Linked DNA regions of Mus musculus: all the other regions are linked to region 3. Evidence: chromatin contacts called from public HiChIP or PLAC-seq and promoter capture Hi-C data. All regions are on one chromosome and are shown on one strand. The core of a region is the stretch at or near the end of the contact, and the rest is flanking DNA. Distances in the headings are between cores, read along the strand shown.

Evidence for each region. Promoter capture Hi-C pulls out the DNA fragments that hold promoters and counts their contacts. HiChIP or PLAC-seq counts read pairs in DNA pulled down with a chosen protein or histone mark.
Region 1: a contact with region 3 is called in a FOXA1 HiChIP or PLAC-seq map of pancreatic cancer cells. The contact joins the enhancer-like site here to the promoter of Sos2 in region 3. A contact is called at or near these places in 3 of 39 promoter capture datasets (embryonic stem cells, liver and macrophages), 5 of 115 datasets of contacts at active chromatin or transcription factors (CD8 T cells, effector CD8 T cells, embryonic stem cells and 2 more) and 2 of 9 other capture datasets (embryonic stem cells and liver).
Region 2: a promoter capture Hi-C map of embryonic stem cells shows a contact between it and region 3, with 5 times the contacts expected there. The contact joins the promoter of 5830428M24Rik here to the promoter of Sos2 in region 3. A contact is called at or near these places in 7 of 39 promoter capture datasets (the 3T3-L1 cell line, 3T3-L1-derived adipocytes, embryonic stem cells and 3 more), 3 of 484 Hi-C or Micro-C datasets (Sertoli cells, embryonic stem cells and extraembryonic endoderm stem cells), 2 of 115 datasets of contacts at active chromatin or transcription factors (pancreatic cancer cells and stem cell-derived neural progenitor cells) and 1 of 9 other capture datasets (macrophages).

The regions. Positions count from the first base shown.
Region 1 is chr12:69,536,536-69,541,237 of GRCm38.p6, reverse strand. No RefSeq gene overlaps it. Among named protein-coding and RNA genes, the nearest start is that of Gm46353, 12 kb to the left of the region's middle. Within about 2 kb of position 3,012, at least 346 of the 459 cell types and tissues checked have an H3K27ac peak or open chromatin away from gene starts, as enhancers often do. A contact at or near this core is called in CD8 T cells, effector CD8 T cells, liver and 3 more, where this site is marked.
Region 2 is chr12:69,474,223-69,478,579 of GRCm38.p6, reverse strand. It overlaps 5830428M24Rik (RIKEN cDNA 5830428M24 gene), which reads left to right and starts at 3,030. Exons shown (of 5, transcript NR_038060.1): 1 at 3,030-3,092; 2 at 4,037-4,084.
Region 3 is chr12:69,678,908-69,683,338 of GRCm38.p6, reverse strand. It overlaps Sos2 (SOS Ras/Rho guanine nucleotide exchange factor 2), which reads left to right and starts at 1,487. Exons shown (of 23, transcript NM_001135559.1): 1 at 1,487-1,824. The coding sequence starts at 1,738.

The DNA of each region.
Region 1 (4,702 bases), core at 1,763-4,262, 140 kb after region 3:
TTTCTATGTGCTTTCGGGAGTTCAGGAGATGGGCTATCTTTGTGAAGCAGTTGGAGGAAATGTGGCTTGTCACAGTACATAGACCCTCCTACAACAGGATACCATGGAGTGGACATCTTCCAAGCAGTATAAATGTAGTTTTCACAGTTCTGGAGCCTGGTACAGGTTCGGTATCTACCAAGGACCTGTTCCTGGTACAGAGGTGGCAATTTCTCTGTCTCCTTGTGCTATGAGATCGGCCAGGCAGATGGTTCAGGAAGCTCTTTTATAAGGGCACTAATCCTATTCCTGGGAGCCCCACCCTTGGACCTAACCATACCTCACTGGCCTCTCCTAAGACCATCACATTGAAGAGTCAAGATTTCAGCTTCTAAAAGGAGGGTGTGAACATTCCGTGTCTGACTTTGTCGGGTACTCAGAACAGGCTTGTTAGGGACAGAAGGGACACTAACTCAGCCCCACCCCAGCTCCCGTTCTTCTGGATTGGAGCCTCTACCACAGGTGCAAGGAGAGCTTCCTGTTGACAATAGGGGACATTTGGAGCCTGGTCAAAAGTGCAATTTAAGCTACACAGGGATGCAAGGTGCACATTTTGTTACCCCTGTCCCAGTTATAACACCACGGGCAGCTCTCCTAGCCAAGCCTTAACTGAGAGCGAAAAGCACGCACTCAGATTGTGTGCTCCTTACGTTCACCTCTTCACGTCTATGTTGTCCGATTACTGATTCATAGATCTGCCATAATTATCATCACTCTACGGTTACTCTGTACATTTCTTGTCAGGCTTTTACCATGTGACATTGCAGCAGCCTCAGATACTTGATGTTAATCATATCTATTGATGGACTCTCTGAGAGGCTCACACCAGGGTGACATTTTCTCCCCCCGCCCCCCTGAGAGACAGGGTTTCTCTGAGTAGCCCTGGCTGTCCTGGCACTCACTTTGTAGACCAGGCTGGCCTCGAACTCAGAAATCCGCCTGCCTCTGCCTCCCAAGTGCTGGGATTAAAGGCATGGGCCACCACCACCTGACCAGGGTGACATTTTCTAACATGCTCTTCTCAGAACATATCCCTGCTGCAGAGTGACTCCTGCCTGTGTACAAGCAGAGCGTAGGCAGCCTGCTCTTCTGCTCTTCAGCTCTTTAGAACTGTTTCTGAGCCGGTCACACAGCGTTGCCCTTACGGAGGTTTTGTTGTGTATCTGGTTAAGCAAATCCCCTCTCCACTTTCCATTTTAAACGTTATCCATTTATAGAGTTCCTCACAAAGAAAGCCAGCCAGCACATTGATTGGCTTTGTCTTCAGTGTATAGTTGAATCATTAATGTAATTAGATCCTTACACAGTTATCCAATACAAGACATCCTTTATTAAGATGCTCACTCCAAAGCATAGAATGTGCTCTCTTGTGTGCAGATAATTTTATGCGGCCTTATTGGAACTTTAAAATGCTTATAGACTTTTTGTGTGTTCCTGGTTAATAAACTCCTACGTATCTGGTAATTCATGCCTTTGTTATGAATAGTATCTTCGAAGTGGTACTTTCTAGCAGCGACTGTGGGTGGAGACAGCTGCTACTGAGTTTTGCAGGTTGATCCTGCGTCTGACACAGTTGCTGAACCTTGGCAGCTCTCACTTGTTTGAAACATCCTTCTTCTCCGTTGATGAATGTTTTGTCTTTATGCGCTGTAAGTATGGCCCTCCCCCCAGCCTCTGTTGTGGTTGGTGGTGGGAGCTCAGGGAAGTGTGACTCATTGGGAGGTGGAAAATCTCTAGGCCTCTGGATGCTGAGATATGGGTTCCATGTGGCTTTTGGAGACTTACTGTCAGGCCAGCAAATGCAGAGATGGAGAAAAAGGGGGTGTAAAGGCCTGTGAACGGAAAGAGGCAGAGAAACAGAGAGAGGAAGAAGCCAGAAGAAAGAGAACGGAATAGGAGGCTTGGTCAGTGGTCAGCCTGGGGACTTGAGAGGCAGCAGATGGTAAAAGAGCCTGAGATTCCAGAGAATGGACCAGACCACCCCGGTCCAGGAATGCCATCCAAAGAAGTCCTTGGGCCATTGCACCTCTAGTGTAAGACATGGAGGAACCCTGGCACACGACACCATCTTGGGTTCTGACTGTTGCACACCCAGAGCTAAGAGAGGCCCAGCTCCATCAGAAACCACCACACTATTGGGACTGTGACCCAAAATGTCTCAAGCCAAGGAACATCTCCAAATCTAAACCTTCTTTGCTTCAGAGCCTCAGAAGTCAGGGCTAAGCCAGTACCGGCTCCCAAGAAAAGTTGGTTGAGAGCCTTAGCCCACCTATTGGTCATCTTGCTTTATGAGAAACTACAGCTACGAAGTAAGCTGGCTCTGGTTGGGAAGACTCCATGCCCCCCATGAAGAACAACAAATGGGGCTACCTCTGCCCTGTAGTGTCTGGGGACACTGGGGACAGGAGTTAGTTTACTAGCCCTGATGAGAGAGCCTGATTTCAGAGGCTAGCTTAGTGGCTGTGAAATGGGGAAGTGAACAGGGCTTTGTTCTCTCTTGTGGCTCTGCCCAGGGTTGAAACAGGAGCAAAACATTTGGCTGAGCTTTGCTGGATTCAGCTCATTCCCTCTTCTCCCCTCCTTTGCCTCTTAATTGTTTTTAACAATTTCTGCACATAGGCAATGGAGCCTGGAACCTTCTGGGAGAACCTGCCCTTTTTATGCAGACAGGGACGAGCAGAGACGCTTGGGCAGGTCTGTTCTTGCTGCAGGAAGCAAAAGATGCCTTCAGACCATACTCTGTGCCAGGGCCTGGGGGTCTCCCAAGAAGCTGGGCCTCACAGTGTCTGTAAGAAGCCCTTGAAGAGGCCAGACCCTCCTCGGGAATATGTAAGAGCCGGGTGTGGCTGGCCAGTGGAAAGATTAGAGAGCTACCCAGTCCAGTTAAGTCCCTTGAGCTTGTCAAGTGGAGACCGGACCCAGATTCCCCCAAAGCCAGCGGTTGAGAGAGAGCCTCCTGTGAGCCTGTTTCCTGTTATGACCTGTCTCTACACGCCGCGGAGTAACTGCGAAACAACTGCAGTGACTAAGCTTTATAAATAGGACATTGAGAGTTAAAAAGTACAGGAAATTCCCAGAGTCTCCCGTGGAGTCTTATTTTAGATGTGCAGCTCATAGAGAAGCCAGGGTCTCTCATTCCGCACCCGCAGCGCCTCTGCCCTGCCTGATCGGAGGGGAACTGGAGTGGAGGGGTCTTTCTGGGTCCCTGCTCAGGGACCCGCCCAGCACTTCTCTCTTGCCTTACTAACTTTCTCTTACTGGCTCCCAGGAAGGAAGCACGTTTGTAATTAGCACTTTGTGGATTCACACCCATGCCTGACTCACTCCTGATCAAGAGATTAATCACACACTCAGTTCCCGCTGAACGCGAAATGAGCATGTAACCCGACCATGAGAGATAAAGCGAGCCCTCTGAGTGGGAGCAAGGTGCCCTGGACTTTTGGTCATCTTTCCTCTCCTCCATCATTGGTGACATTTTTTTTTTGGTGGAAAATCCAGTTTGGGATTAGTTGCTCAGTGGTTCCTGCTGCCGCAGGGGTTGGCTGTAGCAGGGACAGAAAGAGCTAGTGGCAGCAAGGAGTTGCAGGCTCTGAAGCTGAAGGGCTCAGCTACTCGGGTTTCAGATCGAAAGGCTGTTCAAATATTTGCCCAACAACTCCCAGTGTGCTTTGGAACAAGCCACAGGAGGAGCCCTCGCTGAGTCACGGGAAGTGCAGGCATTCTACAGAAATGTGGATGCAGGCAGGTTTACTAACTCTGGCTTCTCCGCATTGCATTCATAATTAGCCAGGCTGTCTCTCACCAGTGGCCTGGTGACACCGGAGGACTCTGCTGCTAGGCAGCTCAATGTGGTGGCACCTTCTACAGTTTTTGCCAGGAACCTTGGGAGGCACACTCGGTCTTCCTCCAGTAGCTGAGTCTGCCCACGGTTTTCTGACCGGCAGAATTGTATCCTCGGCGACCAGTGTCAGCGACCAGTGTGATCTTTCTTCTACAATTATGTCCCCAAAGATTCTAAATTCACCAAGTTCAAAACAAACACCCACACTGGCTGGGTTGCCTTTCCCATCAATGAATGGCCTCACCTCCTCCTACTCGCTCTGTTTGAAAACGGTGCATCCACGAATCTGCAGCTCCTGACCACCTGGCCCTCCCTGGCTAAAACTGCCTCTCCCTGCTGTTGTCCTGGGTTACAGGAGGCTCCCAAATCCCTCTTTACCTTCTGAAAGGCATAGTTATACCATAGCTTGACCTCCACCCCCCATCCCTTTCTGATTCTAGGGTAAACACAGGACCTCATTTGAGTTCATCAGAGCCCTTCCCTGGGATTTTGTTTTCCAAGTGCCAGCAGGGTTAGGCACTCCTATCTTCTATAAATGCCAGCTGGAAGACTAGAAATTCAGGGTAGCTTTGGCCAAGTACCACGTGCTGTGTAGAAAAATCACTTGCAGCAGAGAGGGAGGTCGTGCTGAGATCGCTGCATGCATCTCATTGTGTTATCGTTGTACCACGTGGCACAACCTGCATTTATTTTTCCTCATGATTAAAATCATAACAAATTGTGTGTGTATAACACACACACACACACACACAGAGTCTCTCATTATATCCCAGGTTAGTTTTGAACTTGGGTTCCTGCTGCCCAAGGAACTGTTTTCACTTC
Region 2 (4,357 bases), core at 1,781-4,280, 210 kb after region 3:
GGGACAAAATACAAGGTAGGAGCAAATATGCAGTCAGAGAATAAAAAGGAAGGCTGTAGATAATTTAAATATGATTAAAGTCATGTGAGGCCCCAAACCTTTGGAGTTATTTATTTGGGGAGGTCTTTTTTCCCCTCCTTGGACAAATGTGATTTGCATTTCTATTCAGCAGAGAAGTCACATTTAAGTTTCTGATACAGTCTAAGGGTCTTGATTAAGTTTGTTTTCTCTGCCAGTGAAGGAATTTAAAACAGGTAGCAGCAGAGAAATCTCAAACATTGCAGACTGAATCAGGAGAAGAAAAGCCATTTATTGGAGGTGAGGAAACACACACACAGTCAGCAGACACACACAGAAAAAGGCCCTCTGCAGACCAGAGAGGGCTCAGGAAGATGGAAACTGGCTCTTCTTGAGGGCTGTGCTTTTAAGAAGACATGATTGTCTCTGTGGTGGATTTGTCTGAAATTGCCTCGTGTTATATCCTGATGCAGCTGAGCCTATTCATCTATCTGCAGGGCTGGGCTGACTGGTGGGAGACAGCCAGGCTTTAGGTGGTGGCAGAAGCTGTCTATCTTAGACATTTACCACCTTTCTTGCCTAGCCATGACCCTCTCCTTATCTGTGTGCCCAAGGGAGTGTGTCTAATTCTTAGTCTTTCATTTCCCTGCAGAGTCATCTAATTTTGTAGTTATAAATGTTTAGCCTCTAATTCATGAGACATGGCAATTTAAAGCTACCTTCTACAGAAGAGCTGGACAATTCTCAAATGGCCCTGATGGACAGTAATGTTTAATACTGAAAAGGTTTTTTTGCAGTTCCCCTAAAGTTTTTATAATTCCTGGGCCTTTTTGTTTTGGTTGTTGGTTTGTTTTTGAGACAGTGATTCTGTGTATAGTTCAATGTAGCCTTGAACTCAAGACCTACCTTCTTTGGCTTCCTACATGCTGGAATTATAGGTATGTGCCACCGGAACCAGCTATAACTTTAATACTGGGGAAAACCCACAAACTTGTTTCAGTGGGTACATTTAAAGGGAAAACCATGGTGATGATGGGAAGCCACTTGTCCAAACAACAGGAGTAGCAGGAGTAGCAGGAGTAGCGGGTCTCTCTATCTGGCCTGACAACTGACCAGGATTTAGGATTTAGGACTATAATCTGTTCTCTCATTGTTGAAGATCTAGGACTGTAAAATCGAGGACTACTGAGCACTACAATTGGAAGGACATTGCCCTTAAGGTCATTTTCAATTTGTTTGTTTGCTTGCTGGCTGGCTGGCTTGTATTTTAAGACAGGATTTCTTTGTGTAGCCCTGGCTGTCCTGAAACTCGATCTGTAGACCAAGGAAGTCTTCAACTCACAGAGATCTACCCACCTCTGCCTCCCTAATGCTGGCATTAAAAGCGTGTGCCACCACTGCCCAGCCATTTTCAAAAAAATTAAAAAGGGCTTCGCTCCCCTTGCCCCACACATCCTGCTAAGGAAGCAAGCAAAGAGAGCAGGCATCCAAACAATCCATGAGCCAACATCCCTGGGCTGCCCTCCCCACTGAGCTCCGTGGCGACTTCCCCTGTTGAATGCAGGAACCAATTTGCAGGCCTTCAGAGTGTGCGCCTCCCCAGCGTCCTGCTCCAGGATGCAAAGCCAGACTGCACCTGCGCCCCACGGGGACCGGCAGCTGCTGGGCGATCCTGACTGCCCCGCTGCATCAGGGCTCCTGGCCGGCAGCGGAGCTTCACGGGCTCCTGGCCTGAGGTCCACCCCAGCCCCAGCCACTGCCCCAGGCCGCTGCCCCGGGAGCCACCCCTTGTTTTCATAAAACACACGCTGCCTCTTTGGTCACATTTGCCAGTTCCCATGGGCGTTTTCTGTTTTGAGCCAACAAGGGATGCAGAATTAAGTGACTCTGAGCTGCAAATTCGGTTCATTGGGGGCCTCCCCGCTGCTGTAGCCTTATTCTGGAGAGGTGCCTTGGCGAGGTACCATGTAAACGTTTCTCTAAGGCTAGAGCCTGTGTTCTTCCTTTCCATTCTGAGAAGCTAAAGCTGTTTAAAACAACAACAACCACAACAACAAACAAACAAACAAACAAAAACAAAACAAACAAACAAACCCAGTAGCTTCCCCAGCACTCCCAAGGGACCAGTTGAACCACACCCCCCTTTTTCTCCTCTAAAATAGATGAAGCCACAAACCGAAGCCCTCTGGTTGCTTCTGCCAACTCCAAATGTGCCCAGACCCACAAAAACCAAAAGTGGACTCTCTCCAGGAACTGGGGGTGGGGGATGGAGGTGGAGGAAAAACAGGGAGGGACTCAACAGTCCACGCCTGCATCTAACAAAAAGCAAGAAAGGCGGACAGCAAGGGGTATCTGACCCACAAAGAGCTTCAAAACGCTGTACCAAGTACATATCCAATCCCACTCACCAATGGACCAGAGAATGAACTGGCACTTAAAAACGACTGCTAGATAATTTCCTAAAATACAGTCCAAAAGACATTAACTAGGCCTTTGAGGTTATAAATAGGTATTAAATGAAAAGAGTCGTGGTCAGAATCGTGCTGGGTTTAGGAAAAGGTGGGTTCTATAGGAGAACAGGATTTGCAATAGGACTTCTTAGACCCTTAATATATAAGTATGTTTTAAGTCACCAAAAAATGGGTTAGAGTATGTAGTTTCCTGAGTTTAATTGACCTTGGGTTTCTTTGTCGTTGATGGGTTTTTTGGGGGGAGTGGGTGGGGTTCCTGTTAGATGGACCTCACCTTGGGCGACTTAAGTATACTGTGTCCTCTGGAGCACTCTTGGTTGTTTAATTGGTTGATTAGGGGTTTGTTGGGGTTTTGTTTTGTTTCAGAACAGGCTCTCCCTATTGAGCCCAAGCTGTCCCTAGTTCGGTCTCCAAGGTGCATCCAGTCCCAGTTTGCTCTTACATTTTACTGAACTGAAACCTTAAGAACTCAGGCAAACATTATGTGAACGCAACAGGAAGTTGGCTGTAGATACAGGAAGCCGCTGCTAAGGTGGCCTCAGAGAGGAACCGGTGTGGTGAACTCCTGGCATGCGCAGGTGACAAGAGGTTCCGCAGGGTAAGGTAAAAACCCAACAGCCTGGCCGGGGCCTTTGGCTTGCACTGCTCACGGAACCAAAAACAGCCTAGGTGGCTGAGAGATGTGTGTGTGTGTGTGTGTGTGTGTGTGTGTGTGTGTGTGTGTGTGTGTGAAATTATTCAGATACTGACAGATGGACTGGTGGTCTCCTCTCTGCTGGCCTGGCACCCTCGACGTGGAAAGTCCCGCCTCGGGAGCTGGGTCACGGGCAGCTACAGTGAAGTACTGGAAATAAAAGCCCCAGACAGCTATAATAGCAGTGAGTCACAGCAAACCAGGAGCCATCAGGTGCTCAGGAGGGACACTGAAGCCAGGAGGCTGAGCTGAGCTAGCAGAGCTAGCCAGGAGCAGGACACCCCTGTGGCGAGAAGCACAAAGAGTGGAGTGTTCCAGTCAGAAATATCAGGTTTCTCAACGTGGAAGCTGGGGCTGGGCACACGAACTCAGGCTTTGCTCCAAGGTCGGCGGAGGGAGGGGGCACAAAACCCTGCCTAGTTCTACCCTGGAGGGTGCCAAGCCAACACCCTCATTCCTCTCAGGGCACTGGCAGGGACTGCAGGGGCCATGAGGACCCTGTTGCTTCCTGAGTAAAACTGGGTGACAATCCAGTGGCCATCAGGGTCCCAGCCCCCCCTCCCCCCATCCCACCCCATTCTACCCCCTTTCGGAGCTTAAACCTCTGGGCTCTGCCTTCAGAGGCTCTGTGCTCTGAAGCCCCTCCCTGAGCCGTTTATAAACTGTTGGCTCTTAAAACATTTTCTAGCTTAGCTGGACGAGCTAGTGCCTGAGGTCCTGCCCTTGAGACCACAGTTCCAAAGACAGAAAAGATGGGGGTCCCTAACCCCGAGTTATTCAGATCTGGTAGCCTTGGAGAATCCTATCTCGAGGCTGCTACACTTGGGTAATTTTTTTTTCCTCTCTCTCACAGGTCACAGGCTTATTAAACTTGGATGACAGTAAACCGATGACTAACTGGGTAATTAAAACCACGAGCCTAGGCTCTCTGGGGGCCTGTTCTCTAGGCCAGTGCCCCTCATCTTCCCCTCAGCAGAACGGCCTTTGTGGATTTGAAACCCTCCATGGCGACCCCACCTCCTCTCAAGGCTGTTCCTCTTGTTTGTCCGAAGCTTCATCCCATCTCCCTCCCCGTTCTGTAAGGATGGAGGAAATCGAACCCTTTAGCTGAAGCCCAGCCCATACTCCCTCCTGCTTGACTAAAGTTACTAAGCCCTTCCTGCCAGGAGGCGCT
Region 3 (4,431 bases), core at 238-2,737:
TTTAGAACTTTTATTAGAAACAACTTTAGTGTTATTATGTAGGCACACGCGTGTGCGAGGACACACATATGCCACATTTCAGATGTAGACAGGTCAGGGAACAACCTTGCGAAGCCGGTTCTTTCCTTCACGTGGGTTCCAGGGGTGGAACGCAGGTTGTCAGCCTTGGGAAGCGAAGCAGGTACCTTTTCCTCGACAGCCCCAGAGGACTTTTTTTTTTTTAAACACTGTGGATACTTAGATTAAAAAAGAAACCAAAAACAAAACAAAACGGAAACCTCCGATCTCTTTAAGTATTTAGTTGCCATTTTTACTTTATGAAGTCAAAATGGTGTTGTGTTTGGGGGAGAACAATGTTCACCCACTGATTCTGGAGCTGAAATTACTACACAAGTTATCTTTTCCAGTCTGTTCTTCTGTTCCCTTCCTCACTTCGGTGGCTGGCAGCATGACTGTTTACAGCCCGTTGGGAGCAATCTGTTCAGCGATTTTAGTGGGATGAAATTTGGGTTAGTGAAAAAGTTTCCAAAGTACATGCCCCTTCAACTTAAAAAAGCATAGGGACAGAGGATTTTTAGGTTTTTTTTTTTTAATGCTAATTAGTGTGACTGTATCGCAGGATCCAGGTTCTGTAGAACCTTAAGTGGAAAGGATTTGAACATGATTAACCTAAGAACAATATCTGAAAGTTTTTGGATACTTTTTTTTTTTTTTTTTTTTTGATCCATAGGGACTCTAGGTGAAAGACCTCGAACTGAAGTCATCTGGCCCTTCAACGTGCGCTAAGAGCTTCCCATGACCCTACAATGTGACTTTATGAATAGCCACTATCACCTAAATATACAAAGGAGCCACACAGAGCACACGTTAAATAAATATCCTATCAGCCCAAATGTCCTTTTCTCCCCACATCTGTGTTCTGCCTCCCAGAGCTGCAGTCACGGGCTCGGGGGTCCCCTAGGGCTGTACCGAATCAGGATTGTCTGCCAGGACTCGGAACGCTGCCGAGTTCGTCTGGAAGAGCCACCCCGCCCCGTGCACGTTCCCAGGAGAGACCGATTACCCTCCCGGCCCCGGGGCCCCGCACCAGACGCCTCGGCCCGCTCGGCGGCGCGCATGCTCCGTGCTGGTCTTCTCCAGAGACTCGGGAGAGCGAGCGCGGGGCCGAGCCGAGCCGAGCCGCCGCTGCAGGCACCGGGCGCTCGGCGGCGGCCGGCGGGGCTGGAGGGGCGGCGGCGGCGGCGGCGGCCAGTGCCGTGCACGCCGGACACGCGCGCCCGCTCGGCCCCGAGGGCCCTCTGGAGGTGACTCGGGCGGACCCGGCGGTGGCGGCGGCGGCGGCGGCGGCGGTAGCGGCGGCTGCGCGGAGGGCGGGGGAGGCGATGAGGACGCTGCGGGCCGCCGCTGTCTGCCCGCCGCGGCCGTAGCGGGAGTCGGGGCGGGGGCGAGGCCGGCGGTGCCCCGCGCTGCGCACCCAGACAAAGGAGGAGGAGCCTCGGGCCAGCGGGCCGGCGCCGCGGGGACAGCAGGACGCCTCGGGCCGCCGCGCTTCCTCGGGGCTGCGGGGCCGCCAAGCCTCGGCGAACGCCCGCCCGCCGGCGCCGCCCCCGAGCGCTCGGCCGGAGCTGCGGCCCGGGCGGGAGGCGGCGGCCGGGGCGAGGCGAGGCGAGGCGGCCGGCGCCCTGCCTGTCAGGCCACCGGCCCGGCCTCCGATGCGGAGGCGCTGCGGCCGGGGCCATGCAGCAGGCGCCGCAGCCCTACGAGTTCTTCAGCGAAGAAAACAGCCCGAAATGGCGGGGACTATTGGTCCCGGCCCTGCGGAAGGTCAGTGCTGGGGCCGAGGGAGGTGCCGCGGGGCGACGGGCTGGGGGGCCGGGCCCGGAGCTCGCACAACTTGTAACGGGGAGAGCGAGGAGCGGGGAGCACGGCTCGCGCCCGCCCCGCGTGCCGCGGCCGAGCCTTCTCTGGCCGGGCTGCGGGCGCTCCTAATTGCCTGTTGCATCCCGAAGGACGTTTTCTCAACTTTCTTTTTTGGCCTGGTCCCGGAAGGAAGGTTTTGTTATGATCATAAAACTGGATTTCATCTTACAGTCATTTCGTCAGGCAACTTCCGCCGTTGACCAATGCGTTGTCCTCAGGCTGGATTCTGGCAACACAGAGTCCCACTGGTTTTTTTCGTTTCTAAAACAAATGCGCAATTTTGGACCGAGAGGCTACTTTGAATTAAGTTCTTGGGGCTGGGGGTGCTCGCCTCGGGCGGCTTGCTTGCTACGCTCGCCCATTCGCCTGTTGAGGCTGTGCTGTTTTCGCTAATATGGATGTGTGTTTCCCATGTGTGAAGTGTCAGTGAGTCATAGTATTCGTTCTCCAGCTCTTGGGGTGAATCTAAAGCGCCTCCCCACTTCCTGCAGAAGTCTTACCTGAATACAAAGATTGCCTCACAAAATGTGGTCAGTTTCTTCACAGCGACGAGGACTTGCAATAACCACTTTTAAGGGACAGTTGCGGGGGCGGGCGGGGGGGGGGAGGTGGCTCGTTGCTAATCAATCTTTGGAGATTAGATACATTGCTAGGGTGCGTGTCTCCGATTGGTTGGTGCTAGTCTTATATGAAGTTAGGTAATTATGCCATTCTCTTTGTTGCTCTGGGCCAGCAAGAGACTCGTTAGGGAAGGTGATTTGCGGTCCAACAACACAAGCTTGATGGCTTGAATTTCATTCCTGGAATCCACGTAAAGGTGATAGGGGAGAACTGACTCCACAAAGCTGTCCTGGCCTTCATGCAGGCCCTCACCACACACACACACACACACACACACACACACACACACACACACACATGCCACTAACACATATATCACACACACACACTTTAATAAGAAACCTCCACTAGGTAAAATACCACAATTGAGGGAGAATGTAAGATGTAAGGAGTAAAAGTACCTTTTGGGTTCCTGAGTTCATGTGCAGAACCCAGGGGGGAAGGAGAGAACTGACTCCCTACACACACTCGTACACACTCACAGACAGACAGACGGACAGACAGACAGACTCACACTAACAACAACAACTGCACTTGAAAAAGAATTCATCATACATGTCTAGGAGTGGAAAGACAAGTCCACTTTAATGGTAAAAACATTTCCTTGTATTCTTCAGAATTTCAAATTTTCCATTGTCATAATTCTCATAAGGAGGTGATTACTGGTTTCCTTGGGGGCACACACCAAATCATGTCTTTAAAAAGAACTCTGTGGAAATGGAAAGCACATTGAATAGTGATAATTCTGTTTTGAATCAAACGCAAAGGGGAAATACGTGGATAGTAATTAACCCTTCTACCTCCCAGAATGGCAATGGGTGTATCGGCTTGACCCTTGTTGGCATGTGATGCAAGTATATACACATTCGTAATTTTGATAGCAAAAGGTGGCTTAGACTCTACATAATCCTTGGTGCATAAATACAAATTTAATTTTTCAGAGTAGATCAGAAATAAAACCAGAACTAATATCCATTCCCTATCTCTTGCTTTGGTCCTGGAACTGTGCATTTGTGTGTTGTGTTTGTAGATAATATATTACTTCATAGTAATGGAGTGTTTTGCATATTAAAAAAACACATCCAGAGGAATGTCATCTTCTGTGGTGAATGTTAAAAGCAGCTAAAATTAATTTATTAACTTAGCATTATGGAATTGAAGTTCATGCCATGGACAACATTTATGTTTTTAGAAAAAAATTAGTTGATAATAATTCATATTTTATGTGGTGTGATGTATTTTAGCTTTGTGTATTCCTTTACCATCTGTTGAACACAGCTTAGGTGCTTGACCCCGTACAAGGTCCTAAGAATACAAAGGTGGATTTTCACTTTTATCTACTTGGTTCCTTTAGACAAGGATCCTTTTTGTAGCCTTGTCTGTTCCAGAACTCAGCTTCTGGTTTGGTTTTTCAAGACAGGGTTTCTCTGTGTAGCCCTGACTGTCTGGGAACTTACTCTGTAGACCATGCTGGTCTAGAACTAACAGAGATCCTCCTGCCTCTGCCTCCAGAGTGCTGGGACTAAAGGGCTTCGTCACCACCACCTTGCTGGTTTGGCTTATGTAAATGAACAAAGTTGACTTTATTGTTCTGTAAGATGTATCTGTCTCCATGTGAGGGGGTGGTGGGCAGAGCAGTTGGCTCAGTTAGAATAGTCTACTTATACATTTTGGTGAGGTCACCAAAACATTTCAGAAAGGTAAATTCATGACTTCACTTCATTCAAAATGTAAATGAACACATGTCAGTGATTTAAACTTTATTTATTTTTGAGAGAGGGACACATATAGCCCAGGCTAGCCTCAAAATTGTCACATAGTAGAGGGTGACCTTGAACTTCTGATCCTTCTGTCTCAACTACCCAAGATAGAGTCCAGGGCTTCCTGCAC